Linked DNA regions of Arachis hypogaea: region 1 is linked to region 2. Evidence: chromatin contacts called from public Hi-C data. All regions are on one chromosome and are shown on one strand. Each heading gives the region's core, a stretch centred on a gene start, on an enhancer-like site or on the middle of the called end of the contact. The rest is flanking DNA. Distances are from core to core; before and after follow the strand shown. Region 1 holds the start of LOC112741459 (peroxidase 53). Region 2 has its middle 24 kb from the start of LOC140178469.

Region 1 (2,700 bases), core at 19-2,518, 130 kb before region 2:
CCTCTAGTCTTCTATATGTAAAGCAAGTCACGTAAATATTCAAAAAAAAATGTCATACAATTATATAAACAACAAACTTGCTATTTACAAGAAAACTTCTCATACAAGATAAGATAAAATTAGAAGTTGGACTGCCAAATATAGAGTAGACCTTTTGATTGGAGAATAATTCTGTGTTTATTTACTCAAGATATATAATATTTTTTTTTTGGTATTTATATAATTGAATAAATTAAAAATATAAAATTTTTAGTTTTTATAAATTACAATATTATACTTTTAGCTCCAATATTTAAACTTTAAAAATAATAATAGTATAATACCAATATTTATTGTATATTTTAATTTATAAAATCAATAAAACATAAGAAACTTACAACAAAATTATACATCCAAAATCATGCTAAATTATCGTGGAATGATTTTTATTTTTTATTTAAATTTATCCAACATAATCACTAACCAATTTAACAATGGAAATTTGATATTTATTATCCTGAAATTTTAAAAATATGGTACTTAACTGCTTATGTTTTAATTTTAAAATTCCGTGAACAAATTACTTTTATTAACTGATTATATAAAAATAAGCTATGATGTAGTTTAATTAGTTTGGTTTTAGTTTTATTTGGTAATTGATTTCAGATTTTGGGTTTTATTTATTTTAATTAGCTTAAATGCAATGTAAATAAGAAAAAACAATGAGATATAACTATACTACCTAAGCACCTAATAGGCTAATACTAAACAATCACAAATCTTGGACCACCAAATATATATAGTAAAACCTAAAATTGGAGAATAATTGTTTGTATTTACTTACTCAATATATAATATTTGATTATTATTATTTTTTTGGGTGTTTCATATAATTGAATAAATTAAAAATAAATATAAAAATATAAAAAATAAATATTTTTTATAAATTAATATTTTTGCAATTTTTTTTGCATATTTTTTTATTATTATTTTATTTAAATTAATCTTATCTAAAATGAAACTCTACTTCTTAATATATTATAATTAAACGTTCCAAGCTTACACATGTATATTATTAGACTTTGTAAAATAATATTCATTAAACCAAGTTGCATATTAATTTCTATTTTTTTAGCCACAAATGGTATAATGATACTTCTAGAGTTTTACTGTTTTAGTTATACAAGTGTCTTTTGATTTTCTCTAACTTAACACTTAATGTTTATTTCACTCTTTATAAGAAGGTATTATTTAATATTTATAATTAAACCTGTTAAAATAAATATTTAGGAATGGTCAAAGTTTTAGTATAAATAGAGGTGTTGTATCTGCAGAGAAAGCCGCTCAAACACTCTCTATCATATACAATCATACAAGATGAAGTTTCTGTTTCTTTTCTTATTCCCTTTGATTTTGTGTGTTGTGGTTCCTACCACCAGAGCACAATTATTAGATCCATTCTTTTACAAAGATACATGTCCCTCTCTCCAGTCAACTGTACGACAAGTTCTTCTTAATGTTTCGAAGGGGCCTGGAAAAGATGAGCGGCTTTTCGCCAGCTTGATAAGACTTCATTTCCACGATTGCTTCGTCCAAGTAAGTATACAAAATTGTGTTAATTTCTATGTTATTATCGTAAATTATTGTAGAAAGATTCTAATCATGGATATGTATGTATGCAGGGGTGTGATGGATCAATTTTGTTAAATGATACCGCTTCTATTAGAAGCGAACAACTTGCAGCGCCGAATCTGGACTCCATTCGTAGGTTGGATGTGATCAATTTGATTAAGGAAAATATCGAGAAAGCTTGTCCTGGGGTTGTTTCCTGCGCTGATATTGTCGCACTTGCTGCCGAAGTGTCTTCGGAGATGGTAAACTTTCTTTTTAATTTGCATGTTCATCTCAATTGATTAGTGTGCATTATTCATTTTTTTTAACTATCTTGATTTGACAGTCAAATGGTCCAACTTGGCAAGTTCCCTTGGGCAGAAGAGATAGTGAAACAGCAAGCTTCGACTTGGCAAATTCGGACATTCCTGGTCCAAAATCCAACCTCCCTCAGCTCATTTCGGCATTTCAGAAAAAGGGTCTTGATATGAATGATTTAGTGGCACTTTCAGGTTTATCTTCAACCTTTCTTATAAATTTTAAAATTTGATTATACGAATGAGTTTATAACTGTTTTAATTATGGGTAAGTCTATGGTGACTGTTATAATCATCATGCATGCGGACAGTATGTAGTGCGGTTGGAATGTGGTGCTATTGCCACGTTTTAAATTATATAAACGAAACTAATAAATTACACCATATATAAAGTAGATTGTGCTAAAAATGTTATTCATGATTTATTTATGATTTTTTTTATAAGAAGGCGTTGAAGCGCAAAAACTACTCCATAAATAATGAGTATAAGTTTGTGATTAATGTGCCACTGAATATAAATGCTGCTGTTAATAATTTCAGTGGCTTATTACAAATGAATTACACTAAAATTTTGAAAATAGAATTTCTTTTAAATGGTACTGCACCCGATTATCATACTTTGAGAAAAGTCGTGGAGTACGGTGCAAATGTGATGGTGATCCATTTGGTTATTAATATTTTAAAAAATTATATATTGATTTATTTTAAATAATAATTTAATTATAAAATGGTTCTATTATAATTAAGATATTATTCAATTAAAAATTGACATATCATATAGAATAAATTATAT
Region 2 (2,700 bases), core at 35-2,534:
TAATCAGTAATATCAGTATTATGCTGCAAGATTTTCCATAAAATAAACTAATAAAGAGTGAATACATATCCGGCCTCTGACAATTATTATAAAAGGACAACGAGGCCCCCAAGAAAAAAAAATACCCAATCCGGTCCTTGATAATTTTTTTTTTGGGCTGATTAGTTCCTGTGCCAAAAAAAATAATATTGATCTTTTTTTTGCACAGGGGCCTCGTTGTCCTTTCGAAGTAATTGTCAGGACCAGGTTGGGTTTATTTTTTTTGTCAGGGGCCGGGTTGGGATTTTTTTTTTCAGGGACCTCGTTGTCTTTCGAAGTAATTGTCAGGGGCTGATTTGAGTTTTTCTCTAAACTTAGAATACAACTTAAAATTACTAAAATTTTTTTAAATATATCAGTACATTAATATTTCAGTAATTTTTAACTATTAATCTTAATTATAAAAAATATATATAATAGGCTAATTTTTTTATATGGAAGAAATTTCGGTGTTTTTTTGGGAAATGGGATTATTTGGTGTAATTACAGATGAGTGGATTTTGTAAGTGAACAGTCAACACGTGGGGCGTGTTGGACACGTGTCAGCATTCTGGCCAACACGTGGAGGTGTGTTGGACACGTGGCATTATATTGACCAACACGTGGGGGGCGTGGTGCAACACGTAGGGGGCGTGTTGAATGAGTTCCACAATAATGTAATACACTTCAAATATCAATATTCAACTAAAATACCATCTCCATTTTCATATTAAAAATAATTTCTTTATATAATATATATAATTAATATTAACGACAAAAATTTACTGAAATAATGATATACCATATATTTGAAAGCTTTCCAAATTTATTTTTTGCCGAAAGTGGATAAATGCGAGGTATAGCCGTATAGCAGCCATCGGCATGACAAGGAGAGGAAGAGTAGCAGTCATCGAAACTGGAAAGGAGTAGAGACAATAGCCATGAAACTATGGAAGGGAGCGTAAGGATCAATATTTCAGCCAGATTGGGCTAGCTTTGGGCCTCATCCCTTTCTGTCTCGTATTTAGGCAAAGCCGAAAACCTGTGGATGATAATCTTCTAATATAAAAAAAATTTAAAGGGCCATGATACAAGCTTTTCTTTAATGGTACAACTGTATAGAAAAATAAAACTTGTAAACCTTTCACCGAAAAAAAAAAACTTGTAAACCTGTCCAGCTAGATCTAATGGCCCCAACGCATCTGCAGGCTAAAAGAACAACACCAAAAACACACACACACATATATATATATATATGAAACACACATTTTAGCCTAATTGAGCACCGCAAGGCTTAGTTGAGTGGCAATTATGTTTGCCTTGCTCTAAGGTACACCGGGTTCAAATTCCAGCTGAAGCTGGTTGTTGTTTAAGAATCCATAGTATTTATGGTAGTGTGTGAGTGTAATGCCTAAAATTAGGAGTTGTCCAATCTGTTTGACCCCTAAAAAAATATTAGCTTAATTGAAGGATTTTTTATAAATAAATAATTTAAATATTTTTTTTACCAATATAAATAATTTGGAACATATTTACAAATTTTTATTTTATTATATATTTCGTTTACAGTGTAAACAAATTAATTATGAACATATTTCGTTTATACTATAAACAAAATATTATTTATGAAATGAAAGATGTGGAAATTTTTAAATGCGTAATACGAGTGCACACTTAATACGTGAAAATTGATGTACTTCACATATTTTGTTTACAGTGTTAATGAAATATACTCATAATTAGTTTACTATAAACAAAATATGAGTACTGTGAGTCTGTGATTACTAAAAATTTATTTTTTATAAGTATAAAAATATAATTTTTTAAAATAATAAAAAGTATTAAAAATAGAATTTTGACCAATTTAAAAAATAAAATTCGATATATTTTTGTTACTATTTAGATCTACCTTAATTAATTTATATCTCATCTATATTTTAAATTTTAAACTAGTGTATATTTTCGTACTCTGTACGGGATAATACATAAAATTATATAAAAAATTTTATTAAAAAATTAAATAAAATATATATAATATTATAAATACTTTACAAAGTTATAATTAAAATCAAACTATCAAAATTTTTAATATTAAAATATTAAAAATAATTAATATTTATCTTAATCAATTTGAGTTTGTTGAGTGATCATCTCATTCGTTTGCTTAAACAACTATTAAGAATTAGAATCTCACCTTGTGTGTGTAGCAATCCATTGGCTAGCAGTAAACCCTTAATAAATGGAGCATCAATCCGTGGTTAGACTTGGTAGGAGTACCCGAATACGCGGGTACCCGACCCGTCCATACCCAGTTGGGGAGGGTAATAACTTGACCCAAGTTGGAGCTGATTTTGCTTAAGACAGAGTATGGTCGGGTTTAAGGTGTACCCGCCCCGGATATACATATAAACACTTTTTAGCAATTAGGATTTGTCTCACATCACAGATTCAGTGATTCATAGCTTCAGTCCATACTTATAACCATGCAAGAGAAACTCAATCATCCTCACCCAAAGTCTTTTTGGCTTCTTCAAAAAAATCCACATAGCTCCCATCATCGTCGTTGCTGAGCCTATCGCCGTCTACCACTTCACAACTCCCATCTTCCTTCACAATTCATGTCGTCATTGCTGCTTATCCCGTTACCATCGCAGTTGAGCCCGTCGACACCTTTTTCCTGTC

What was found. A called contact is a pair of places that touch in the nucleus more often than the background predicts.
Region 1: a contact with region 2 is called in a Hi-C map of leaf, with 2.4 times the contacts expected there. The contact joins the promoter of LOC112741459 here to the enhancer-like site in region 2. A contact is called at or near these places in 3 of 8 Hi-C or Micro-C datasets (leaf and an unstated tissue).

What each region holds. Positions count from the first base shown.
Region 1 is chr14:10,589,591-10,592,290 of arahy.Tifrunner.gnm2.J5K5, reverse strand. LOC112741459 (peroxidase 53) reads left to right here and starts at 1,268. Exons shown (of 4, transcript XM_025790461.3): 1 at 1,268-1,575; 2 at 1,662-1,853; 3 at 1,937-2,102. The coding sequence starts at 1,357.
Region 2 is chr14:10,456,250-10,458,949 of arahy.Tifrunner.gnm2.J5K5, reverse strand. No RefSeq gene overlaps it. Among protein-coding and RNA genes, the nearest start is that of LOC140178469, 24 kb to the left of the region's middle. Within about 2 kb of position 1,284, at least 3 of the 3 cell types and tissues checked have open chromatin away from gene starts, as enhancers often do.